Regions from separate parts of the Mus musculus genome. Here region 2 is linked to region 1. The links are chromatin contacts, called in public HiChIP or PLAC-seq maps. All regions are on one chromosome and are shown on one strand. Each heading gives the region's core, a stretch centred on a gene start, on an enhancer-like site or on the middle of the called end of the contact. The rest is flanking DNA. Distances are from core to core; before and after follow the strand shown.

Region 1 (7,148 bases), core at 2,423-4,922:
GTGTTCTTAAGCTAGAGGCAAATAAGCATTTCCATTCTGGGGTCTTCTCATCTCTTTTACAATGGTCCAGCCATGCTGCTGTGATGAGAAAGGAGTTTTAGAAATAGATTAATATGTGGTTATGGGTGTATTTTAATAAAACTGTATTTGTAAAAATCCCTACCTCGAGCCATTGCAATGGTTTTGTCTTGCTCCATTCTGACTGCAGACTCAACACTACCAGACAAACAGCTGAAAAAACTACACAGAAGCTAAGAATGAGTCTTACCCTTTTTAAAAGGTTTTAACACATGTTCATACACACTTACATACATAAGTGAAGAACACTGAACAGAGACCAAAACTGAAAATGAAGCCTAAATTATTTATTACTTGGCTACTCAGAGGCAAAAATTGATAGCTTCTGTATTATGGTGAGATGCACAAACTTAGTGGAGAATTTTTCTCTGCTTACCATACACACATAGTTTTTACTCTTTGAAAGAACAAGAATGCTCTTGTTTTAAACATAATAAATAAAATATATCTCTCATCTATTTTATATTGAAGACTCTCTAAATTTTCACCAAGCATATAATATCTTTTTTATGGAAGTCATCTCATACAACTTTAAATGTGAAACACATTTCCAGGACTGGTAACTACACTTAGCTAATGGCTATCACATGGTACAACCTGCTTTTAGATGCTTCACATTCAAGCCCACCATCCATGTATGACAGGGGTACTAGTCAGTATTCCTATCAAGGAACCTCAGTAGCTAATCAGAAGATCAATGGAAGATCTTCAGGGATCAGGAATCTGACCTTCTTGGCAAGATGCCATAGTGCTGTGACACTAACACTAAGTATCCTTATGGGGACCTTTCCCCTCAGCTCAGGTCTCATTCTGATGAGCTGCATTTGGAAAAATAATTATGTTTTATTAATCATTGGCCACACCTAAATTATACAGCCACGTTTATACACATGGGGCTGTTACCTTTAGCATAGCATGTTAGCTAGCATTGCATATCACATGTGGGATTCTTTTAAGGAACTGAGGACATTCCTTGAAAAATTTATTCACAATCCCTAAAATGCTCAAAATAAGGCAGAAAGCAGGAGGAAGACAGTAAGTGTATTTGCTCTATGACATACATATACTTGAAGACCAACCAATTCTTTGATTATAAGGTTAACACTGGTGATTATAAAGGCATGTTAACATTAAAGGTAATTCAATATTTTCTTTGAAACCTGTAATTTTTATTTTTGTAAAATTGTAGGTGTTTCAGAGAGATATACAAAGGTTTTTTATTAACTGTGTGCAGTTTTGAAGAAAGTTGGAATCTCAGTCTCATACAGGATAGTACCACCTTCTTGGCTATTAGTATAATTTTAGAATATTTTTCTCCATAAATTCCTATAAAAATTACTGAGGAGGAGAATGTTATTTAGAATTGGAAGAACATTTTTTCTCTCCTTTAAACTGTTTCCAACATCCTGTCTTAATAGCCCCCAGTCTTACTAGTCCAACCATTTATAATTTAGTGGTCAAAGCCTGGTGCCATGGCCAGGACAGAGCACTGGTGCCTGGGGTCTTCATGCTTCACTTTAAACTTTTATCTCTTTGGAATTATTGTTCCCTTTTGAGGAAACAAAAGCTTCCTGCGCCCTGTCTATGCTCATTCATCTGGAGAATTATGTGAGTGGAAGTTCACTCAAGAACAGGAGACATGGAACAGAGAAGGGAGAGTCCCTCATGCTCATTAATCAGGAGAATTATGTGAGAGGACATTTGAGCAAGAACAGGAGAGATGGAACAGGGCGGGCAGGCGGTGGAGAAGTCCTCCGATTTCCTGTTGAGGAATCTGTACAGGATTGAGTAAGGAACTTTCCCCATTTATTATTTTTTTGGAATAAAAACGCTGAAAAAAAGTATTAATTTGGGCTTTATAAAAATGATAATTTGTAGATCCAAAGCAAATTACACAGAAGGTGGGTAGGTCATGTAAAAGGGAAGTCATGTGACCTCGGTTATTCGTGTGATAAGGCAATTATGTCATGGCATTTTCTCAGATAAGGACCTAGCAGAAAGGCTCTGACATTTTCCACGATTCCTTTCCAGGTTATTTCCTGCCTCCATCATCCCCCCCATCCTTCACCCCTTCCCCTTACCCCTTTCCCCTCCCCCTCCAGCCAACCTTGCTTCCACGGAGATTTTCTGTTGGTTGTTTTTATTCCGAGATTCAAAAGCATATTTAATCATGGGTCTGAACACAGCTTCAGGATAATGATGGCATTGGGATTCTTCTCATTAAATTCAAACCACAGGGACCTGGTGCCGAGACTGATAGCTGAGATGCTTTATTTTCTTTTGGTAATTTTTTATTTTTATTTTTATTTTACACATAAGACACTTGATTAGAAGCAAAACGTTTCAAGTTTGTGTTTAATTTTTTAAAAAAAAAGAAATTTTTTCAATGTAAATATTTTAACCCCACTTTGAAGTTTTAATGTACTTTTATATGTTTAAATTTCTTTTTAACTGACAAAGATGAAAGCTGTGTATGTGAATAGGGTGTAAAGTTTCAGCACATGTGCCCATTGTAGAATGCTCAGAGTAAACACTTCTATCTCCTTAAGATGTCATTATTTCTTTATGTAAAAAACACATTCTTTTAGCTTTCTGAAATGGACTTGTACACTCTGTTACAGTCACCGAAAATTTCCGGCTTTGAGCTAACTAAAAGTTAGTACCTGTTGATTGTAATACATTTCAAATTATAATCAGAATAGCTTATAGATCCAAAAAATATGCCCTGTCATCTCCTTCCTTTCTCCAACTATTATAATGGGACTCCCTTCTCAAGCTCTTGCTCTGTGCGTGTCTTCATGCAATTATAAGTATTGCCTAAGATTCAAAGAGGAGTCTTTTTAATTCGATGGAGCAACATGCAAATGAAGACCGAGTCCTTCTACCTAGTTCAGGAAATCACGCTGTGCTGACAAGAATCAGAAAAAGACTGTTTTCTGCAGTCACTATGATCTTTCAACTTCTCAAACTTAGGTGGTGATCTTAAACACCCTTGTATTACAGGTCTTAAGAAATAATTGTGTCTGTTCATGCGGAGCTGTATGTAGCCACGGCTCTCGTGTGCAGAAACTTTCTGACTTTGTAAATATTAGATTTGACAGTGTTGCTAGGAAACACCCGGGGAAGTAAGGAGAATACAAATTATGAAGTATAAACTTTGCTGTTGCAAACAGAGCAGCCCTAAGGCACTTTCCATTGTCAAAACAGCTGTGAATACAACATTTTTTATGCGCGCCTTAAAGTTAAGAAGCAACTCCTTAAAACGAAGTAATTGTTTTCTGTTTCATTTTCCAACTTCTTTTCTCTCTCTGAGAGCGGAGCTGCTTAAAGTCACCGGGACAGTGTCTATTCCCTGGTTCCCTGTTTACTTCTTCTGGATTGGCTAAGCCCCTCTTTAAGAGTATGCTTTGTTCTGGGAAATGCTTTGGATCCATTGAGCAACCCACAGGCTACTGTTAAAAAAAAAAAAAAAAAAAAAGAGCTGAGTAATGTTGGCGCTTTCTCAAGCTGGAGTTTTCTCATGTGGCTGATGCAAACCTGGAGAATTTGCATCATCATGCAGCCCAGTAAGTTGGTGTGACAGGCGGTTGCTTAAATACGGAGCCTTCCACGAGGAAGCTGAGCTGGTGTGTAATGATAGGGCAGCAGCCGCGGCTGCAGCTAACTGACTGCCCCTGGAGCCGGTGCCACACAGGTGCTCCGAGGAGCAAGAGGAGTAATTATAGAGCCAGCGAAGGCTGAAACACACCTCTGAGTTCTCACCTGTGGACACAATAGTGTAGAGCCAGTCGGTGATAGCAAAGGGGAAGTCACGACCGAACAGTGATCAGTCACTTCTTAGAGAAACAAGTTAAAAGGGTTTGTTTTGTTTTGTTTTATTTTGTCTTGTTTTGTTTTTCCCCCTCTGTTTTCTTTTTCATCCCCCTCCTCTGGTGTGACACTGCCATGGTCAGAAAGCCAGTTGTGGCCACCATCTCCAAAGGAGGTTACCTGCAGGGCAATATGAGCGGGAGGCTGCCCTCCATGGGGGACCAAGAGCCACCTGGGCAGGAGAAGGTAGTTCTGAAAAAGAAGATCACTTTGCTGAGGGGGGTCTCCATCATCATCGGCACCGTCATCGGATCAGGCATCTTCATCTCCCCCAAGGGCATACTCCAGAACACGGGCAGCGTGGGCATGTCCCTGGTTTTCTGGTCTGCCTGTGGAGTACTGTCACTTTTTGGTGAGTGCGCTTCTTCTCTGGGGTGTGAGTGTGTGTAGCTGTGTGGCTCTCTGGGAGAGCGAAGGGTTATTTCTGAGGAGTAAATGAATGGGCAAATACTACAGGAAATATTTGGAATTTTTGTTGTTGTTGTTGTTCAGGTATGTGCACTACCCAAACACACTGTCCACTGTTGGCACAAGACTGAACCCTCTCAGATTCCTTCCTGCAGGCTATACTCTGCTTTCCTGCCTGAGACAGACTCTGGCAGCTTTTTTTTTTTTTTTTTCTGGTTTGCTGAGAGAAGGAAAAAAAAAAAAAAAAACAAAAAACAAAAAAACAAAAAACAAAAAAAACCTAACTTTGATGACCCAAAAAACCAAGCCTTCCTTCCGTGCAGAGGGCTTGGGTTTGTGAGTCTTGTTTAGAGCATAGTTCTGGCAGCTGGCTCGCTGGAAGAAACACCTGTGCGGTGCAGCCAGTGTGGCCTATTTACACGCGGAACTGAACGTTCGGAACACTGTCACGGGCCTTTTACTTGCTAAACAAATGGGTGGCATTCTCTGCCTTTTTTAATATTTTAAATTCGTAGGCTTGTCCGTTTCTAATACTATGCTTTCAGAAGTCCTTGGGAAGATATGTGTTTGATGTGTCTCCTCCGTCTCCATAAATGGGGCAAAGGTTTCAACTTTTTTCCCCTTGTTTTTTTTTTTTTTCTTTTTCCTTCTTACTGCCTTTAAGGACATTTCTCATAATTTCTCGTTATTTGTTTGCAAGCTTCACTTGGGTGTCAGTCTTCCCTCCTTGCCTGGATCTGTTTTCTTCATCTGTATTTTACTAGGTCTCTGGGGAAACAGATACTTTCTCTGCCCATTCAATGAAGTTCATCTAACCTGAACTGGTATTACTGTGCTTATTATTTTTTTCTCTTTAAAATGTACGTTTCTCTGATGGGATTGAGGGTTAATATTGCAAAGGAAATAATTGCTCCTTGATCAGGAGGGCAAATCAACATAAAACTCCTTTCAAGTTCATTGTAAAGGCCACAAGAACCTGGGAATGGCCAATTATTTTAAAATTTGACTTATATTACCAGGCAATACTTTGGTTCCAAAGTAGCCTACACTTGGGAGTTACTTTGTTAACCTGGAACCAAGTTCTTCTGGGACCAAGTGCAAACTCTTGTTCCATTCCTTCTTTCATTCCAGGTCTTGTGATACTTTAAATACTGATTGAGGGAAAGTTTCCTGCCTAGAGAACTCACATATCTGTTTTTAGGAAGGGGGCATTTCAAATAATCTTGAAAGCAGTCTTGCTATAGAAAGATCTATGAAGAGATTACTTTACGAACCTAGAGAACTTGGGAACATCATTTGTGTGAATAGATTATGCTTTATGAGATGTTTGGTGACAGCTGTCCCTTTTCTTCATTCTTTACAGTTATTAAAAACTCGAACAGAATCCTTATCATTATTAATATTAAAGTGGTTCTGACATATGCAGGTTCAGATAAGCAAGGAGAAACTCAATTGTTGATCTTAAATGACTGTGTACCCTCAGGCTTCAAGCGTCTTACAGTACTTGATATATTTAGAATAAATCAATATCTAATCAGAAAAACTACAACCAGTTCCTTGAACTTTGCATACTTGTACACAGGCAGCTCCCACTGTGTGATTTGATTTTCGCACACAATCAATGCTTATTCAGATGCTGTAAAATAAAATGCTCGGAATGCTGAGCTAGTTAAAGGCACACTGACTTGTATGGTGATAATGTGCTTATGAATAAGTCCGCCATCTTTGTTGGAAGCTCAAGAAACTACAGAGCTAAAGGGTTGTGATGTAGCTTGGAGTGGGCGTTTGACTGCCCGCTTCAGAGACGTTACTGCTACTTAAATTACTGGCAGCTTTTTGTCACAAAGTCTTCACAAATAAGAAGCAAAGCGAGATATAAGGGGAAAATTCTTCTTTTATTAAAACTCTAGAACTTAGGGGTGTAAACATTTTCAAGTCAAGAATGTGGACCTAGATGGTCCCCAACTTAAGATGGTTCAGTATATGATATATTTATTTTTAAATTTCCAGTGGTAGATGCTAGTAATTGGTTATTCAATAAATTACTTGAGCTGTCTTAAACCGTTATAAAATGAACTTTTATAGGATAATGTTGTCTAGCTCCAGACAACTGTGTAGGATGGTTCCTAGGCTATGTGTGGTACATACAGTTCCCACTGACTGGCATTTAGAATGTAACATGTTTTGGCAAAGTTACCCCTCTGGAAGGGGAGGAGCATCTGTGTTTGGTTTTACAACATTTTGAGCACCAAGGTCAACACGTGGACTTTTATAGCCTGCTTTGAACTTCTTTCCATCTGGGCACATAGCTATGGAGCTTGAGACCTTTAAATGAAAATTCCATTCCCCCGGAACTCAATTTAAACCTAGGGCAAAGCATACAGAGGTCTGGCCATTGATTCCCTGACAGTAAATTTCAAGGTCTTTAAGAGTCTTTCCAATAACAAGGTTATATAGGTTGCTTTTCTGGACAATCTACCAACATGGTGACCATTATTTCCAAAAGAAGTTTGCTAATTGTCTTTAGGTCTAAGTTAATGAAGTACTTAAGTAGCTGTCCGTGACGCCACCACTTTAGCACCTGGAGCATTGGAAAGCAATACAACTTCTTGGATTGTTCTTTTGGATGGAGTCTGGTCTCCGAAGATGAGTCTAGGGTGTGGTCTTCGTGTCTTTTCTCATTTGTTCACTCTTAAAAAATATCCTCCAGGTGACCCTGGCAAATTTTTCAAATCCTAGTTATTTTGAGCATCTATAGGAGGCACTACTGATGAGCAATTACTTTCCACACA
Region 2 (6,448 bases), core at 2,430-4,929, 94 kb before region 1:
TATTAGCCCCAAACCTAGGATACCCAAGATATAAGATATAATTTGCTAAACACATGATACTCAAGAAGAATGAAGACTGAAGTGTGGACACTATGCCCCTCCTTAGATTTGGGAACAAAACACCCATGGAAGGAGTTACAGAGACGGAGTTTGGAGCTGAGATGAAAGGATGGACCATGTAGAGACTGCCATATCCAGGGATCCACCCCATAATCAGCATCCAAACGCTGACACCATTGCATACACTAGCAAGATTTTATTGAAAGGACGCAGATGTAGCTGTCTCTTGTGAGACTATGCCGGGGCCCAGCAAACACAGAAGTGGATGCTCACAGTCAGCTAATGGATGGATCATAGGGCTCCCAATGGAGGAGCTAGAGAAAGTAGCCAAGGAGCTAAAGGGATCTGCAACCCTATAGGTGGAACAACATTATGAGCTAACCAGTACCCCGGAGCTCTTGACTCTAGCTGCATATATATCAAAAGATGGCCTAGTCGGCCATCACTGGAAAGAGAGGCCCATTGGACTTGCAAACTTTATATGCCCCAGTACAGGGGAACACCAGGGCCAAAAAGGGGGAGTGGGTGGGCAGGGGAGTGGGGGTGGGTGGATATGGGGGACTTTTGGTATAGCATTGGAAATGTAAATGAGTTAAATACCTAATAAAAAATGGAAAACAAAAAAGAGATGCCAAAAAAAAAAAAAAAAAAAGAAAAGAAAGTGAAAAGATATCCCATGTTCATGAAAGGTTCAAAGTGTTCTGTAAAGTTGAAAACTCGATCTCTTTATTGTATTTTTTTGTATTGTGTGCATGTGCTCACATACCATGCCACATGCCATGGAGTCAGAGAACTTATGGGAGTCTTTTCTCTCCTTCTACCCTGTGGGTTCCTTAAATCAAACCCTATCTAAGATTTGTAGTAAGAATCTTTACCCACTGAATCATCTCACCAGCCCCAGGCTCAGGATATTTTAAATGTTCATATTATTCAGAATGATCTACAGGTTAAATGCAATCCTTGTCAAAATGCTGAGGATATTCTTCTAAGAACTGGGGAACATTCCTAAAAATTTCATTGAGTCACAGAGATCTCAAGTTGTTAATGCAATTTTGAGCAAAAATAAAGCAAAGCAAAATTTTTATTGTATATTATTTGACTTCAGGATATAGCATGAAGCTGTGGTCATCAAAAGAACACAATATTGTAAGAAAGAAAGACACATAAATAGTTAGTAAAACAGAACAGAGAGTTTAGAAGTAAAGTCCTACGTCAACAGCCAACCTACTTCCCACTAAAGTATGGAAAGTCTTTTTTGGTTAATTCAGAATAAAACTAAATGCAGATTTTTACAATTTCCAAAATGCAATCTTGACTGAATTATAGACATAAATATTAGACTGGGAATCTATGACATTGCTATTTTAAAAACAAAACAAAACAAAAACAGAAACAAAAACAAAACAACAACAACAACAAAACCCAGGAGAAATGTTGCCTAAAAACAGAATGGAGAAGACCTTTAGGGAGCAAGATTCTAAAACTGCAAGAAACAAAGCAAAACAAAATTACAAAAGATGACATCAAACTAAAATGTTGCTACACAGCCAAGGAAGGATGCATTAAAGTGGACAACTGGTAGCATCTGACATAATACTTCCACGCTATACATTGTTCAAGGGATTAATGCATTGGATATAAAAATAATTGCAGAAATTCAATAGAAAAAAGTCAAATCCAAAAGACTTAACTAGATATTTCTCAAAAGAAAATACCACTAATACTTCACTAATAATCAGGGAAATGAAAAATCCATACTATACCCCAGTAGAAATGACTACTATTAAAAATGACTTAACATGACAAGTGCTAACAGGGCCCTTGCATAGTCTTGATTCAAGTTATCAGTTGAAGATGATTGTCTTGTCCAGAGCAGCATGTGTTGGAGCACATAGATCCAAGCCAGTGGTGCTGTTCTTGGTTCTTGTGGAAACTTTGGGATGTTAGTCTCCAGCTTATAGAAATGAGTCATTGAAGATTATAGCGGCCTTAGGGTCTGGTTGCATTCTGGTTTCTGTCTACTACTGTGGTGCAATAAGCTGTGGTTGTTGCCATATCTTTGCTCCCATGATGACCAAAGAGGCTGTGAAATCATGGGTCTGCAAAAATCTAATCTGCTTCTGTGCAGTATCTTCTAGTATCGAATCTGCTTCTGTGAGCTATTTTCTCACAGTGATAAGAAAAGTAATTAATAGAAGTGGGGATTTATCAATTCCTCCCTGCATTAAAATCACAACCACTATAAGTGCCAGTAATTATAACCCACAGCAAAAGAGATTAGCCTGTTACAGAGAAACACAAACTTTCATGTTCAAGGCAGTATTGTTCATAGTAGCCAAGCAATGGAAATAATCTTATGAGTCCATCAAATGATACATGGATTTGCACATACTTCAATAGAATTATATCTAACCAAATGGCAGATGGAATCTTGTCACATGTAACAATATGAATGGAAATATGAAGGGGTGGTTGTTATAAGTGAAGGAAGACAGATAAAGAGAGACACTACTACCTGTCATGAAAAGCCATGTATAGATTGCAAGTAGATTTGTAGTTATCTGAGCTTGAGGCATATGGAGCCGAGAGAAGACAGTATGAAGAAAAGTTGACTGTTGAGTCGGTAAGGCACAATAGATGGACTGTTTAGTCCCTCTGCAATAATATTGTACAGGGGAATATCAAGCAAGAATCACCATGTATTTCAAACAGAAAGGTTGTTATCATAAAAGCACGATAGACATTTGTAGAGATAAAGATATTCAACTCTATTTGAATATCATATAATGTATACATATCTTGAAACATAAGGTGGTACCCATCAAAGTATGTATTTTCAGTGCCTTTAGATAACAATTAAAAATATATGTGTTTAAGGAATAAACCTTGAACACGTGTTGGTCATGATCTTGATGTCTTAAAACATGATGGCAGAGGGGTTCTAGTGGAGTTGTCTCTTCTTGGTAGTAGAGGGCATGTCTCTGGTGAATGAAATGTGCCTGCTCCTTTAAAAACAATGAAATATATTGCTTCTCAGCCTTTTGGCTAAGATCAAGTGTAAAAACAATTGAACAGCACTGTTCTTGTGAATGAACAGGAAACAGAAGACAGCCCTGGATGTCAGATGCCCTCAGTGATAGAAAGAAAAGAGCTGCCTGAGTGTGTAACTGGTTGGTAGTGAAATACAAGTATACACAATGGTACTTGATTTATTCTTGCATCTGTGTTTTGTTTATTTTTGTTTCAGAAGACACAAACAAACGACTTACTCATTTTCTGTGTTCAAAGATTTGAGAAGAATACTGGAAGCATCCTAAGAACCGCCTTATTCAGATTTCTGTTACTCCCCTTAAGATGACACTTGTACTGGGAGTATAAGAGCATGCGGAGACTGTTTTGTCACTGACCTTGTCACACCTCACAGCACTTGATCATAACAGCCCTCTGGAACCAGCATGGGTGGTAGCTGAATTCCTTTAAAACTCCATACATTAAAATGTAAACCAGTCATCTGTCAATATCAATGTCAAAGATTCAAATTTGAATTAGACACATCCCATAGAAAGAACTAAAGGTTAGTGGTTCATTTGGTAGTTTCCAGTGACCAAATGTATGACATTGGAAAAGTCCCTTACATTCCAGAGTCTTGTTTCCCTTAATTGTAGCATAAGAATCTGAGCAGTCCTAAATTCCATAACTATTAAATTGAGTCCTGTGCATGCAGTTCAGTATTGCCCATGATAACCTAAGTTTTCTTCCTGAAAGGTGTGACTATGTAGAGAGAAACAGACAAATGTTCAAGTAATATTGGTGCAGAACAAGCTAGAAGAAACCAGAAGTTAAGGACAGGAAAAGAGTACGTCAGCTGTGGAGGTCTGTTTAGCATGCACAAGGCCCTGGATTCAATCTTTAGCATTGCAAAACAACACACAAACAAAACCATTTAGTTGAACAAGCAAATGAATACAGGAAATGCAGTGCAAAGGAAGATTTAACTAAACTGTCCCCAGTTCTCAAATTTCAGTTTCACACTGACCTTAATTCAGTCTCAGAGAGCTGGGGACAGGAGCCCTTGGTGATAGGGAAAGGTGAACAAGAAGAAGAAGAAGAAGAAGAAGAAGAAGAAGAAGAAGAAGAAGAAGAAGAAGAAGAAGAAGAAGAAGAAGAAGAAGAAGAAGAAGAGAACCAGATTTAGAAAAGGGAGATTGAGACAGACAGGAGTGAAAGCTATATTTACTTCCAAACGTCCTGATAGTTTCATTAAGTTTTATGCCACTGAGCTCTAAATTGCTTGATGTTTTTGTTCCCTAAATACTACATATGTTCTGAAAGTCCATTAAAAGTGACAGAGTTTGGAACAATGGAGTTAAAGCTAAAATTGAGGATTGATAACTTTCACCTACAAAATGAAAGCTAGACAGAACCTGATGATACAGGATTCTGTAGAGAACAGAGGCTCACAGAGGCAGTGGTCGGTAGCGGGGGTGGATGAACTGCAGGGGTAACAGACTGTCTCTGGAGAAAACGAATTTTTTAACTTATTTTTTATTTATTTATTTTTTTTAGCATGACCCCAGTCAAGTCTGAGACTGAAGGCAAATTTGGTATTTCCCATCTACTTTTTATACCATTTTAATTACATGCAAGTATTTTGGGTGAGCAGTACAATAAGGAACTAACAAAGCCTTAAGTGAATTCCTGTGATTACTCCCATGACAGTTGTTTAAAAGGGCTTGTCATAATGACTAAAATACATGAGCCCACTTCCTTGTCCAAGCCCAAACTCTTGCCTGAAGCCTAGTTCTTCTGTTCCACCCAAAGACTAAAATTCCTGCCTTACCCTACTTCCCTATTATAGCCTAAAGTTAGATTCTTGCTGAAATTTACTTCCTTATTATGCCCTAATATAAGATTCATGAATTTTAACCATGTGCAACAGGAAGTCCCCAAGGTTGGTCTGATTTGTGTATCAGTACTAAGCAAGGAATGAGGGTTGAGAGTCAGTGAGGGCTCCCTCAGGGCATCAAGTAGGTATAACTGGAGAGTGGTGTGGACAATTTTAACAGGAAGAGAAAAAATGACTCTATGATGGTCAGCCCAACTTGGGACACTCATATCACTGTCCTCTCCACCAAGGATCAAGAAACTTACCTGCAAAGGGCAGAAAAAGTCTAAGAGCCAGAGGTGGTTAATTACATCAATGAAACATGTTTCCAGGAACAGCTGGGCAAGTGAACTTCTGAATTTACCTTGATTGTAGCAGGAGGTACAAGACCTGACCAAAGTCCACCCAGACAAAATCCCAGCATAGAGCTGCAAAAGGTGGACAGGAAATCCAATGACCATCTGAGGAGCTACTGATATTTGATCACTGTTGGGAGAGGGAGAGCCAGTTTTCTTTAGTCACAAGATTCTCGGGAGGTTCTCTATATCCAAGGGTACCAGGCAAGGAAAGAAGAAGGAGGAGGAGGAGGGGGAGAAGGGGGAGGAGGAGGAGGAGGGGGAGAAGGGGGAGGAGGAGGAGGAGGAAGAGGAGGAGAAGGAGAAGAAGAAGAAGAAGAAGAAGAAGAAGAAGAAGAAGAAGAAGAAGAAGAAGAAGAAGAAGAAGAAGAAGAAGACAAAGGATAACAAAGAAGGAAGCAAGGAAGTGGAGAGTTTGGGATGATGAGGAAGAAAGTGCAGGTTGAATGGGAAGGGATAATGAAAGACCCACAACGTGAGGACTCCTCCACGTTCTGACTCAGGAGAGGCAACACCCCAAATCACTCACAAGAAATGGCCTGATGCAAACTGCAAGAGGACTTTTTATTCTAAGAGCGCTCTGGGGCCCACAGTCATACACCACACAGGGGTAGAGGACTGTGGCGCCCTGAGTGTCTGGGTAAGAGGGTATTTAAAGGAAGAAACCACAACTCAAGGGAATGGGGAGGGCATTGTTGGAAAGTACCAAAAATACCAGTTAAGAGTCAGGAGGAAGTGGAAAGTCAAGACAGTTTTCTATGAGCCTCTAACAACAGCACATTTGTATAGCGGGTTCCAGCAATGGTCAGGGTGGGTCAGGGTGACTTTCTTTGAAAGAACACTCCCTGAACCCAGGAAGCAGATGGGTAGAGGAATGTTGCTATCTGTTTTATGATTAGCATGCCTTGGAGCATTGAGTCACAAAGGTCACATTCCCAAGCCTGGGCCTAAAGACCTAGAATTTTGTGTTTACACTTTTTCAATAGGAAGGTGAAGAACTTGGTGATAGTAGGACCTGAAGACCTGACAGGGAAATGATGTGAATATGTTCAAAATGCATTGTACTGGTGTGGCATTGTTAGTATAGTGGGAGCACAGCTGCCTTTCAAAATACATATGAAATTCTCAAAAAATATTTTATTGTAAT

The links. HiChIP or PLAC-seq counts read pairs in DNA pulled down with a chosen protein or histone mark.
Region 2: an H3K27ac HiChIP or PLAC-seq map of bone marrow-derived dendritic cells shows a contact between it and region 1, with 3 times the contacts expected there. The contact joins the enhancer-like site here to the promoter of Slc7a11 in region 1. A contact is called at or near these places in 1 of 39 promoter capture datasets (macrophages), 4 of 115 datasets of contacts at active chromatin or transcription factors (the SCID.adh cell line, bone marrow-derived dendritic cells, neural progenitor cells and 1 more) and 2 of 9 other capture datasets (adipose tissue and pancreatic islet).

What each region holds. Positions count from the first base shown.
Region 1 is chr3:50,440,137-50,447,284 of GRCm38.p6, reverse strand. Slc7a11 (solute carrier family 7 (cationic amino acid transporter, y+ system), member 11) reads left to right here and starts at 3,672. Exons shown (of 12, transcript NM_011990.2): 1 at 3,672-4,300. The coding sequence starts at 4,024.
Region 2 is chr3:50,535,157-50,541,604 of GRCm38.p6, reverse strand. Gm6209 (a long non-coding RNA gene) reads left to right here. Exons shown (of 6, transcript XR_003954471.1): 6 at 3,308-5,501. Among named protein-coding and RNA genes, the nearest start is that of Gm6209, 48 kb to the left of the region's middle. Within about 2 kb of position 3,679, at least 5 of the 459 cell types and tissues checked have an H3K27ac peak or open chromatin away from gene starts, as enhancers often do. A contact at or near this core is called in bone marrow-derived dendritic cells, where this site is marked.